Regions from separate parts of the Zea mays genome. Here region 1 is linked to region 2. The links are chromatin contacts, called in public Hi-C maps. All regions are on one chromosome and are shown on one strand. Each heading gives the region's core, a stretch centred on a gene start, on an enhancer-like site or on the middle of the called end of the contact. The rest is flanking DNA. Distances are from core to core; before and after follow the strand shown.

Region 1 (7,444 bases), core at 4,901-7,400, 150 kb before region 2:
TCCACATTTCGTGCCAGATTGATCTCGATTGTTTTTTTCCCTGATTTCTTGTCGCAACGAAACAAATTGGTCTCTGAACATTCCGTTGTCAGTTCAATGTGTATTCAGACATGTTCATTCAGTTACCGCGGTTGTCTAGCCGCTCCAATACTTTTCTTTCCCTAAACAAAGTGTTCCAACAGATAGGAGTCTGCTGTGGCCTGTTGTTCTGGCGGCGCACCGGGGTGCATCAGCACCCGCCGCGGACGATCCGGCACGTGCGGGCGAGCGACGAAGGGGACTTCGACCAGAATCCTCACAACTGGCCCTCGTTCGTTTCCTACGACCACTCCGTGATGAACCTGAGGATCCAGCTGGGGCAGCTCCAGGACGACTGGGACGGGGAGATGTTCGGCTTCACGCTGTGCATGCGGCCCGGCTCGCATGGCCGGCTAACGCCACTGGTCACCGACCTGCCTCGCAGCCTAGATCCCATGGACATCGTCGTCTTCAGGACCGGATCACCAGGTGACTACTCAGCGTGCACTTGTTACAGTTTCAGCATTTGACATGTTTAATAAAGTTTTCAGGCCCAAGTTTAGTTCTGTATGGAGTTCTGAATTTGTTGTGCAAAGAGATCAGTAATAGAATATATGCATTAGGCCTTGTTCGTTTGTGCCGGATTGGTGGGTCAGAACGATTCTTAACCGGATTGCTTCTCTAATTTATATAAACTTTGATTAGCCGGAACGATTCCAGGTGCAATCCGACACAAATGAACAAGACCTTACAGATTTTCAGTAGAGCGTAGTGTCATACTGACAACAGGAAATGTAATAATAGCCCTGATGTTTAGAGAAATTATATAGTTCAATGTTGAATAGTTGTTGTCTGTAGTATCCTCTTCTTGGATTTTTTTGGGGGGGGGGGGGGGGGGGGGGGGGCTGTGATGGCAGGAACATTCGAATGGGAATAAGCCTCACTCTCAGCTCTGCAGTGTTAGAGCATCTCCAACAATACCTTAAACTAGTGCCTCAAATTAAAATATAGGGCTCTACACAGGAAAAACTACTCCAACAGTGCCTCATTTCATAAAATTTTGTCAAAAAACTATAGGACACCCTCTCAAGTGACTCAAATATACTACACCGTAGTGGGCTGCCTTATAATCTAGATTTAGGGCTTTACTGTTGGAGCGGGGTGTTTTGTTGGTGCCCTAAATTCTATAAAATATACTCATTTTCAAATTATAGGGCATTTTTATAGGTCACGTTGTTGGAGATGCTCTTAACCAGATTCTTCAGTTGGTGCAAACTGTCCGGTTGCATTTCTTACAATGGTGTGGTCAGTTCAGAAATTCACTTGTTCCCATTGTTACGTAAATCACGTACCAGGAGATTGAGGAATTGTTGATGATATCCCCTGATGACTCTCTCATATATATATATATATATATATATATATATATATATATATATATATATATATATATATATATATATATATATATATATATATATATATATATAATATATATATATGGGCTAATACGGACCTTAACACACACCCCTCAAAGTCAAGGCGGATCAGAGACATTGAGTTTGAGTAAATGTAGTCGACGATGCTCCCGAGTTTGAGCTTTAGTGAAGAAATCTGCCAATTGCAAATCTGAAGGTACATATTGTAGATTAATTGTCTTCTAACGACAATGTGATCGAGTAAAGAAGGCATCTACGCCAATGTGATTTTGAAGGTCATGTTTCACTAGATCATTAGCAATATGTATAGCACTAGTATTATCACATAGAAGAGGTGTAGGACCATCACACACAGTACCAAAATCAGCCAGTAACCAACGAAGCCAGACAATTTCTGCAGTAGTGGTGGCAAGTGCACGAAGTTATGCTTCATTACTAGAGCGAGAAACAACAACTTGTTTCTTAGATTTCCATGCAATAAGAGAGGAACCAAGAAAAATGCAATAGCCCATGACAGCAACGATCATTCACATCACTGGTCCATGTTGCATCAGAATAAGCATAAAGCTGAAGCGGACTGCTTTGAGCATAAAAAGACACCTAGTGGATGTTCCTCGTAAGTAGCGTAGGACACGAAGCAAATGTCCATAATGCACCGAAGTTGGAGTACTCATAAACTGACTCAAGATATGTACTGCATGAGCTATGTCAGGTCTTTTCACAGTAAGATAGACCAGACTTCCCACAATATGGCGATACCGAGAAGGATCAGCAAGAGGTGTGCCCTCAGATGAGCGGAGCTGTAAGTGAAGATCCATAGGGGTGGTAGCTGTCCGAGTATCAATAATACCAAATCGTGCAAGAAGATCTTGAATATATTTGTGTTGTGAAAGGTAGTAACCTTTGGTGGAGTGCACTACTTCAATGCCAAGGAAATAGCTTAGGGAACCAAAATCAGTCATCATGAACAATTTTCCAAGTTGCTTTTTCACAGAGGAAATGTGTTCCTCATTGTCACGAGTAATCAACATATCATCGACATAGAGTAGAAGTAAAGTACGTCCTTGTGGATTGATGAACAAAAAGAGCAGGATCATGATTACTAGGTGAGAAACCAGCAGCCATAATAGCAGAGGCAAAACGCTCAAAGCAAGCACGGGGAGCTTGATTAAGACCATATAAGGCACGCCGAAGGCGACAAACAGAACCAGAGGAGGGAACCTCAACACCTGGAGGTGGCTTCATATAAACTTCTTCATTTAAATTACCATGGAGAAAGGCATCCTTAACATCCATCTGGTGAATTTTCCAAGAACGTGTAGCGGCTACGACAATCATAGTACGAACTGTAGTCATTTGGGCAACAGGAGCAAAAGTCTCGTCAAAATCTCGACCCTGACTTTGCTGAAAACCTCTAGCAACAAGACAAGCCTTGTATCGCTCAACAGAACCATCTGATTTGGTCTTGACTTTGAAGACCCATTTGCATGTTATAGGTACAGCATGTGACGGTAAGGAACAATATCCCAAGTACCGGTGCGGTCAAGTGCAGCAAACTCCTCAATCATAGCAAGTTGCCATTCATGAATACTAGCAGCTTCCTGATAAGTAGTTGGTTCAACAATTACGGCAACAGAACGTGGATAATGATAACGATCTAGAGGTGCTATTGTAGTACGATCACGTAAATTATATCCCTGGGCAACCAGCAACTCATCAGAATTGTTAGTATCATAAAAAACAGGAGTATCAAGACTGGCCAGAGGCGACGAGACAGGTGGAGGGTTAGTGGGACAACGAGTATAGACACGAGTAATAGGTAGTCGATCTGACGAAGCTGGAGGTGAAGATGTCTCTGGTGGAGATATAGACAAAAGGGGATCAGACAAGTGTGGGGATAAAACAGTGTCATTATTAGAAGGAAAGGACAATAAAGATGTGGTCTGTAAAGGAGAATACGAAGAGGAAGTAGAGGAATTGTAAAAGAAAGGACGGTTTTCAACAAATACCACATCACGTGAAATACGCATGTGGCGAGCTGAAGAATCATAGCATCTATAGCCCTTATGCTCAGAACTATATCCTACAAAGACACACTCGACAGATTGAGCAGTTAATTTGGTGCGCTCGCGGGGTGCTAGCAGAACATAACAGGTGCAGCCAAAAAATCGAAGATGGTCATAGCTAGGAGGAATACCAAAAATACCTCACCCGAGCATTTGTTGGCTAATTTAGTTGATGGTTGTCTGTTGATTAGATAAATAGGAGTAGACACAGCTTCACCCTAGAAGTGAGATAGAACAAAAGAAGCAATAATAAGGGTGCGAGTTGTGTCTATAATATGGTGATGCTTCCGTTCAGCCACACCATTCTGAACATGAGCTCCAGGACATGAGAGTTGGGCAAGAGTACCCTCGGATGTCAAAAACCGACAAAACCTATCAGGCAAGTATTCACCACCAGAGTCAGAGCGAAAAATTTTAAATGGCAAGAGAATTGAGTATGTATCATCCGTGTGAAAGACTGATAAATAGAATATAGCTCAGAACGATGTTTCATGAAAAAAAACAAGTATATTCGAATGATCGTCTATAAAAATGACATAGTACTTATGACCTCCTTTTGTGGGAAAAGGAGCAGGACCCAATACATCAGAATGAATAAGTTGAAAAGGGCGAGTTGAGTAAGAAGCACTAGATAAATATGGAAGTTGTATTTGTTTACCAAGCTTACAACCCTTACAATGAAAATTTGACTCAATGTTGGTATGACCTAAACATCCTTTATGAACTAGAGTAGATAACCTAGACCCACATAAGTGGCCAAGACGATGATGCCATTGAGCAAAAGATGAAGTGGACACATCGGATGAAACACTGGCAGTGTAGACAGGAGGTAGACGTAAAGAGTCCAGAGTATAGAGTCAGGAAGATCTCTATGGCGATGGCCAGTCCCAATCACAGTCCCGCTTCGACGATCCTGAACAAAACAAGATGAGCTGTCAAAACCAACAAAACAGTTGCGGTCTGTAATCTGAGCAATAGAAAGTAAATTCATGGAGAGCTTAGGTACAAAAGAAATATCAGGTATAGAAAACTGGGAGGTACAGAGGGAGCCCTTGTGAGTTACAGAGCAGGAAGTACCATCAACCATTTGAACAGAAGACCCATTAGTGACTGTTGCACATGTATCCAACTGAGATTGATCTAAAGTTACATGAAATGAGGCACCAGAATCAACAACCCAACCCATGTGGACGGAGAAGCACTGCCAGAGATAGCAGCAACTCACACTGAACCCTTGGATGGCCCATGCCCTTGATTAGTACGGTGAGAACGAAACTCCGCTAACTTCTCTGGATACTTAAGAAAACATTGATCAGACCGATGTGTAGTCTTGTTGCAATGCTTGCAAGGCTCAAAGTAGCCACCTTTTCCACCATACTTGTGAGAAGTTGCTAACACTTTATAGGACACATGAGTATGAGGTACAAACATAGATGAGAGGCGAGTCTCCTCAGCAAGCAAATCAGATAAAGCCTCTGTCATGGTCAGACTTGCAGATCTATGAAGCAATCTGGTACGAATAGCCTCAAAATCTGTCTTGAGACCCATAAAAAATCTGTATGTGAAGAATTTTTCAATGAACTTATGTGCAGTGCAATCATCAGCAGTGCATGAAGGAACCATAGACATTAAAGGATCCATCAGGCGATCAAAAGCTGAATAATAATTATCAATGGACAGATCATGTTGCTCTATTAAATGTATTTCTACATAAGAGTATGAAGAAGAGCACCACTATCTTGAACATAACGCTTCTGTAAATAAAACCACATAGCTTTTGCAGTCTTGAATGAAGAAAGACTCATAATCATGGATGGCTTGACACTGTTAACAATATCAGCCATCACATTTCCATCATTAATTGTCTAAGTCTTGATTTCAGAAGCATTAATGTTATTTGCAGTAGGCACAGGTAGATCATCAATCAAATGAAAAGCAAGACCATGACCTCGCAAAGCAGTTTCTACACAGAAGGACCGTTCATGGTAATTTTGACCATTCAAAGTGATGTTGATAATAATTGTATTAGTGTGTGATATGTTATACTAGCACTGAAGGTTGTTTCAATCAAACTTGTAGGGAAGGAAAAACCCAGCAGTATCCAAACTGACCAGAGGACCAGCTTGATGCAGACAGGAGCCATCGGCGGAGCAGAGGGCTGGATCTTGACCGAGGATGAAGAAAGCCTCGTCTGGACGATGTGACAGAGCAGAGCTTGCGGGCCTGAGCGTGAGATCGCTGAGCAGAGGCCGGGGCGCGAGATCCAGGCGGAGCAGAGCCTGCGTGTTGACGCGCTGAACCTTGTGGTGGCGTTTGGCGCCGCCCTTGTCCGGACGCCGGTGAGAGAAGACAACCGGGCGGAGCAGAGACAGCCGGGGCGGGACGGTCCGAGCGGGGAGGAAAGAAAAAAAAATCTGGCCGCCGGTGGAGACGCGCGCCACCAGAGATCGCGGAGTAGAGGCCGGTGGCAGACGTGGAAGGCCGCGACGACGGCTGAGTGAAGAGGCAAGACCGCGACGGCGGCCAAAAGTGGAGGCGCGACGACACCCGACGAGGAGACGCGACGGCGACCGACGAACCGCGACAGCGGCCCAAAGGTGGAGTCGCGACGGCGCCGACGAGGAGTCAGGATCGGCGGCTAATAAGCCGGATCTAATTAGCTCTTTTATACCATGTTACGTAAATCACGTACCGGGAGATTGAGACATTGGCCCTGGATCCTTCAAGCCTGGCTAGAGCTAGAGCTAGTTTCTAGCTCTAACTCTATCCCAAACTAGCTCTAGCCCTCTACGTAGAGATGGCCAAACGGGCCGCCCGGCCCGGTCCGGTCCGGGCCTGGTGAAGCCCAGCCAAAAATCGGGCCGGGCCTGCTGTGCCAGCGGGCTTAATTTTCTGTCCAAGCCCGGCCCGCAGCGGGCCTAAACGGGCCGGGCCGGCCCGTTTAGCACGAAAAAAGCGGGCCGAAAATCGGGCTAAACGGGCCGGTAAGCACGTTTTAGTGTAAAAAAAACCGGGCTTAACGTGCTTAGAGGTAAACGGGCCGTGCCGGGCTAGCCCGCCGTGCCTAGTTTCCTGTCCAAGCCCGCCCGCTTATTCTACCGTGCCGGGTTCGGACCGGGCCCAAAAAGCGGGCTTCGTGCCGGGCTCACGGGCCTCGTGCTTTTTGGACATCTATACCTCTACGTGTTTGGATCGAAGGGCTAGTTTACAATAAATGCTATTTTATAATCATTTGTCTCATTTAAATCTTTCCTTATCCGGATTTTGTGTGGCAAACTCTTGTGTGGCTTCTCCCACACACAAATAACACAAATAAACTCTTGTGTGGCACGCGGTGGGCGATACGAAGGAAGCACAGAGCCGCTGGCACGGCCATCGAACAGACCATCAGAGTCGGACAGGATGTTGCCGTATAGCTGAAGCCCCGGGAAACCATCAGTCTCCGGCGCCTGCGAGTTGAGGTCGAAGGCATCGCCGTCCATGGCAACGGTGAGGCTGCATATGCAGTAACAAAATGAGCCAATCACAGTAGATAAATTAGTAAATTATAATAGTCGAAAATGCATTCAATAAGAAATTAGCCAAAACAAATCCGTTGTTTTCCTGTTCTTTCCAATGTGGCCAGCCGTGCCCCTCCACTACCTTTCCATGGATCAAGAAAAGAGGGAGGAGGAGGCTGAGGGAACGGAGGGAGGCGACGGCTGACCTGCTCGAGGACGGCGGCGTTTCTTCGGTTCGAGGACGGCGGCGCCGGTCCTTCTCTGCGTATCGAAGAAAAGAAATGGACCCAGGAACGTGCGGATCCCGTGCGGAAGGATAAGAGAGAAAAAAGGATTTTGGTGGTTCTTCCAACAAACTAGCCCCAATAATCACCCCTTGGTGGGGAGAGTTTTTTGGGATGGGCTAGTTGCAAAAAACTGG
Region 2 (6,429 bases), core at 1,578-4,077:
ACTAGCTCCCGTGGGATGTCAATGCGGGGCACCGGCCTAGGGAGATCACCGTCCTCCGGCATGCCAGATGATTGCCTTCGGAGGGACCCCCTAGATCGACGTGGAAACATTCGCGGCTTGGGCTGCAGTCCTCGTCATCGAGGCTGCGGCTACCGTCGGAACAGTCAGAGAGGCAGTAGTCACATGCGGTCATGAAGTCCCGCAAGGCACTGGGGTTGCCAAGTCCAGAGAAATCCCAACAATGCTGGGGTCGTCGTCTTCCTCGGACCCAGAGGGCCTGTAGGTCGAGACGTCCGTCAACCGGTCCCAAGGTGACCGCATGCGAAACCCCAGAGGGTTTGGACTCGCCTCTACGAGAGCGCCCGCCAAAGCGAGGTCGCTAGGCGGGTTGAGGCTGAATCCAAATGATGTGGGATGGGAATCGATCGGTACCTCTTGGTCGACGAGCGGCGATAAAGTCACGTCGGGGACTGACTGCACCGTCGTCTCAGGTACGAGGGCGACGCCCAGCAAGCTTTTCGCGAGCACGCTGGCGTCGTCCGCTTGCTCGGGATTGGCGTGTCGCGGGGAGACGGCGCTCGTCTTCGTCTCAAGCGCGAAGTCGATACCCGGTACGCCCCCCGTTGGGGTGCCGGCGCCGTCGACTTGCTCGACAGCCGATGAGGCGCTGCCTCCTGCTTGGCCTTGGTTGCCCTGCCTTCCCCTCCGTCGGCGGGGAAGAAGGCGGGACGAGGTCGAAGGTTGTTCTTCCACCACGCGGGGAAGACGTCGTCGATTCCGCCGCCGGTGGGCGGGCTGTCGGCCGCCATTGTCGTCGTCGCGCGGCGGGGGAAGGAGTATCATGTCGTAGCTGCCGTCGAAGGACATGAACTCAAGACTCCCGAAACGGAGCACCGTCCTGGGTTGGAGAGGTTGCTGGAGACTGCCCATCTGGAGCTTGACGGAAAGCTGTTCGTCAACACGCAGCAGGCCCCTACCTGGCGCGCCAACTGTCGGCGTCTCGAGACCGGGGGGTCCCTAAGGCCGACGAGTGAGTGTCGCCGCGTGCCCCATCCCAGATGGGTCGAGCGCGAGGGCGAGCGCGAAGGGGGGAGAGCGAGGCGGCCGGAGACCGGCGTGAGAGAGGTGGGAATCCCGCGGCCTTCGTGTTCGTCCCGCGCCCAGGTCGGGTGCGCTTGCAGTAGGGGGTTACAAGCGTCCACGCGGGAGAGGGAAGCGAGCGGCTCCAAGCGAGCGCCTGTCTCGTCCCCACGCGACCAACCCTCTCTAAGAGGGCCCTAGTCCTTCCTTTTATAGGCGTAAGGAGAGGATCCAGGTGTACAATGAGGGGTGTAGCAGAGTGCTACGTGTCTAGCGGAGGAGAGCTAGTGCCCTAAGTACATTCCGTTGTGGCAGCCGGAGAGATTTTGGCACCCAGCTGGTGTGATGTCGTGGCCGTCGGAGGAGCGATGGAGCCTGGCGGAGGGACAACTATCAGAGCGGTTGGGTCCTTGCTGACGTCCTCTTGCTTCCGTAAGGGGGCTGAGAGCCGTCGTCGTCATAGAGTATGCGGGGCGCCATCATTGCCTATCTGGCGGAGCTAGCCAGATGGGACGCCGGTCTTGTTCCCTGCGGCCCGAGTCAGCTCGGGGTAGGGTGATGATGGCGCCTCCTGTTGACGTGACTGGCCTGCGCCCTAGGTTGGGCGATGTGGAGGCTCCTCCGAAGCCGAGGTCGAGTCTGTCTTCCGTGGCCGAGGCCGAGTCCGAGCCTCTGGGTCGGGCGAGGCGGAGGTCGTCGGCTGAAGTCAGAGCGGAGTCCGAGCCCTAGGGTCGGGCGAAGCGGAGTTCGTCGTCTTCCGGGACTTAGCCCGAGTCCGAGCCCTGGGTCGGGCGGAGCGAAGTTCGCCGTCTTTCGGGACTTAGCCCGAGTCCGAGCCCTGGGTCGGGCGGAGCGGAGTTCGCCGTCTTCCGGGACTTAGCCTGAGTCCGAGCCCTGGGTCGGGCGGAGCGGAGTTCGCCGTCTTCCGGGACTTAGCCCGAGCCCGAGCCCTGGGTCGGGCGGAGCGGAGTTCGCCGTCTTCCAGGACTTAGCCCGAGTCCGAGCCCTGAGTCGGGCGGAGCGGAGTTCCCTGTGGTGCCTTCGGCAGGGCCTGACTGCCTGTCAGCCTCACTCTGTCAAGTGGCACCGCAGTCGGTGTGGCGCAGGCGGCGCTGTCCTTTTGTCAGGCTGGTCAGTAGAGCGGCGAAGTGACGGCGGTCACTTCGGCTCTACCGGGGCGCGCGCGTCAGGATAAAGGTGTCAGACCACCTTTGCATTAAATGCTCCTGCGATTTGGTCGGTCGGTGCGGCGATTTAGTCAGGGTTGCTTCTTAGCGAAGGCAGGGCCTCGGGCGAGCCGGAAATATGTTCGCCGTCGGAGGGGGGCCTCGGGCGAGACGGAAATCCTCCGGGGTCGGCTGCCCTTGTCCGAGGCTAGGCTCGGGCGAGGCGTGATCGAGTCGCTCGAATAGACTGATCCCTGACTTAATCGCACCCATCAGGCCTTAGCAGCTTTATGCTGATGGGGGTTACCAGCTGAGAATTAGGAGTCTTGAGGGTACCCCTAATTATGGTCCCCGACAGTACCAATCAGAGCATTCAATAAATTAAAGTGACCAATCAGCTAATCTCCTGTCTCGAACATAGAGCTAAGACACTGTGTCTTCGTCAAGGTACATGTCTTGAGTTTTTTTACATTCACCCTCTTAGATGCACTCTAAGACACAAATTAAGACAGCCATTCTCTACCCGCGGGTAACTGCTGCACAAGGAACAAATCGCTGGAATTGGTCCCACCAGTGGTGTCTGACCAGTGTGCCTGCCATCCGGCTGCCAAACGAGCCGAGCCGGTGAGGGTTCTCGTTCCTTTCTTCCCCACTACAACATCTGTCACCGTGAAATCTCGGCTACCTCCTTCTGACTTCTGGTACCTCGCCGCCGGGGACCCAACTCCGATCCCCACCCCACCATACCAAAGCCACCGCGGCTGCGGCTGCGGCTTCCGCATCATCAATGGTGCTGATCACTCTCGTCCGCGACTACATCGACCGCATGCTCCACGACATCCCGGGCATGAAGGTCCTCGTCCTCGACCCCCAAACCGTACGTGCGCCCTCCCCCGGGAGACCTCAGCTCCGGCTCGCGGCCCGCTCCTCCCCGATTTTTGATCTGACCAGATCCGTGCCCTCCCAGGTTGGGATGGTGAGCGTGGTGTACAGCCAGTCGGATCTGCTGCGGAAGGAGGTCTTCCTCGTCGAGACCATGGACAACGCCTCCAGCTCCAGGGAGTCCATGGCGCACCTCAAGGCCGTCTACTTCCTCCGACCCTCCGCTAACAACGTCCAGAAGCTCCGCAGGCAACTCGCCATGCCGCGCTTCGCCGAGTACCACCTATGTGCGTCGTTAGTCACCGAATTGCTGTGGAATTTTTGTTCTCTGGAGTTGATTGACTTGGTTCTCATTTTTTTATTAATGGTTTATGCCTTTGCAGTCTTCTCCAGTATATTGAAGGTCCCGCAGATTCAAATACTTGCTGACTCGGATGAACAGGAGGTTGTGCAGCAAGTTCAGGTCAATGTTCCATACAATCCGTTTACTTATTAGAATGGCAAATTCAAATGCTGAGGATGACACTAGCTTATGTATATTTATTTTTCAGGAGTTCTATGCTGATTTTTGTGCCATTGACCCATACCATTTCACTCTCAACATACAAAATAACCACATGTATATGCTCCCAACAGTGGTCGACCCTCCTGGTATGCAAGGCTTCTGTGATCGAGCCGTCGACGGCATTGCTTCTGTCTTCTTGGCTTTGAAGCGCCGCCCTGTTATTAGATATCAGAGGACATCAGATGTTGCAAAAAGGATTGCACAAGAAACTGCGGTGGGTCAACTGTCATTGCAAAACATTGCTATTCAAGTCCCAAAACTAGACTATCAATTTAAAGGTTCCATATGCTGTGCTAATCAATCGCAGCTCTTCAGATTTTTGTTACTCCAACACATTTCAGGGTGCTAACTCACATGGGCTTAGTTTAGATTTGTTATGTGGCACATTAGTTATTATGGTTTTTTTTCGTTAATTCTAGTAAGGCTTTTCTACTATGGTTCAGCCAGAGACGCTTTCAACTAACTACGATAATAGGAAAACTAGAGAACCACAACTTGTTTAACACTTAGGTCATTACCTTAAAATTTGTGTTGAACTAGGGAAATAGCTATGACTTCGACTATTTCACAAGCAATAAGAATGCTACATAGACATGGAATGCCAGAAGGGTATAATTATCTTCTGTCATCTAAAAACGTGGAATAGTATAAATGTAAGAGGTGGCATCTGGAGTTATTTTTATTGTTTGGGTGCTTTTTGAGTGTTATCATGCATGTGTGATATATTCATAAATGTGAGTGCCGGAGTGCGACACAAGCGTTCTTTTCTTTATTCAGTCCACTAGCACCATTCATTATACACTTCTTAAGTTCTTAACCTACAAGCTCGAATAAGTTCAATTTGTAGAAGAGGAACGGCAAAATATCTTCTGTAATCCACTTCATGTTTTGTGACAGAAAACCAATAACGATTTCAATTGGAATATTTATTTGAAATGAAAACCTATGAAACTTGTTCTTAAGCACTTATAATTTGGGCTATGCAGAGATTGATGTATGAGCAGGAAAGTGGCCTGTTTGATTTTAGACGAACAGAAAACTCTTCTTTGTTGTTGGTGATCGACAGAAGGGATGATCCTGTTACGCCTTTACTTAACCAGTGGACATACCAGGTAACCTGAAAAGATCTTATCTGTTTTTCCTGTTCAAATGTACTTTTCTTATTTTACAATTGGTCTTCTATGGATTGCAGGCTATGGTTCATGAGCTTATTGGAATCGAGAACAACAAGGTGGACCTTATGGGATTTGCTAATATTCCTAAAGACCAGCAGGTTAATAAATTTTGTATTTCTCTTATGTAATACGATGAAACAATTGTTAAGTAATTTTGGATGTTGAGCCATTTCAAATGTACTTAGTACTTACTTGGGACTAAAAGGCTTTGTTTGTTTGTTTGTTGTTGTTGTTGTTGATGATGATCCATTTCAATTGTACTTACATAGGAGGTTGTTCTATCATCGGTTCAAGACGATTTTTTTAGAGCTAACATGTTTGAGAACTTTGGGGACCTTGGTATGAACCTCAAAAGAATGGTAGATGATTTTCAACATCTTTCCAAGAGCAGCCTTAATCTCCAGAGCATAGGTAATTTAGACTTCATTTTGCATTATATCATGTGACATAAATAAAACATTAAAAATGTAACATGCCAATATGATTTTGCAAAATCTAATGTGTTAGTGGTTTTAGGTGACATGGCAAAGTTTGTGAGCAACTATCCTGAATATCGAAAGACACATGGAAATGTAACGAAACATGTAAATTTGGTGAGCGAGCTGAGCAGAATTGTGGAGGAAAGGAAACTTATGCTAGTTTCACAGACAGAACAAGAGCTAGCATGTACTAGTGGACAAGCAGCAGCCTTTGAGGTATGCATTTTCATGACCATATATATACATATGCTATTTGGCACCAGCTTCCCCCTAACCTGTCTCGTGCGCACACGCCCATCAATAAACCTTCCTCCCACTCTCCCAAAAAAGGACGTATCTATACATGGCTTTGTGTTCCACTTAAAAAAATAATATCTACTAAACGGAGTGTCAAAATTTGAAACCGATTTCACCATTGTGTTCGTCGCGATGAAAGCTTCAAAACTAGATCCCACTTGACATATTTATCCTAGAGTTCATCAGAGTCATTCATTCCATCTTTTATCCTTCTCATTCATGAGAATTACTGAGATACAAGTCATTTATCGAGTCAGTCATTCTATAAAAATAGGTGTTACAGAAAAGAAGTGAACAAACTCAATCATTCTATGGATACTCAGTCATTCCATCTTTTTAGCCTTAGTCGTTCATGAGAATAGCTGAGATGTCGATCATTTAGCGAGTCAGTCATTCTAAAAAAGCAGACATTACAGGAAAGGAAGTGGTTTCTTGTGGCCCATACACATGAGCCACCATGGTTTGCCATCAACTAGGAGGAATTGGATAAAAGCACAATGAACATCTACTTGAGAATTCCCAACAGGGCCAAAATTTTGCTTTCATGCTATAATGATCCCTCCACTAGCATCCACAGATTGTACAAACACAGAGTGGCAGAAATACACTCCATCTTTGTTTCCTGGAGGCAAATAGTATCTGTTGAAGTGTATAAGTGGATTGCCTACGTTCTCTTAGTAGCTTAAGTTTTTGTGTTGAACTGGTTAGTGTGTCCACTCTAACATTGAGGGTTTGAATCTACCAGTTGTACAGAAGTACTAACTAAAGTTGTTCTCTTTTGTGCT

The links. Hi-C and Micro-C count contacts between places; a contact is called where the count stands out from the background.
Region 1: a contact with region 2 is called in a Hi-C map of leaf, with 5 times the contacts expected there. The contact joins the promoter of LOC100381567 here to the promoter of LOC100286026 in region 2. A contact is called at or near these places in 4 of 25 Hi-C or Micro-C datasets (endosperm, leaf, leaf mesophyll and 1 more).

Annotation. Positions count from the first base shown.
Region 1 is chr4:33,661,258-33,668,701 of Zm-B73-REFERENCE-NAM-5.0, reverse strand. LOC100381567 reads right to left here and starts at 6,150. Exons shown (of 2, transcript NM_001174392.1): 1 at 5,635-6,150; 2 at 4,139-5,078. The coding sequence starts at 4,709. The coding sequence ends at 4,248. LOC100276817 reads left to right here. Exons shown (of 3, transcript NM_001150526.1): 2 at 183-507.
Region 2 is chr4:33,512,826-33,519,254 of Zm-B73-REFERENCE-NAM-5.0, reverse strand. LOC100286026 reads left to right here and starts at 2,827. Exons shown (of 13, transcript NM_001158914.2): 1 at 2,827-3,123; 2 at 3,214-3,415; 3 at 3,512-3,591; 4 at 3,680-3,907; 5 at 4,680-4,805; 6 at 4,886-4,966; 7 at 5,138-5,279; 8 at 5,385-5,563. The coding sequence starts at 3,034.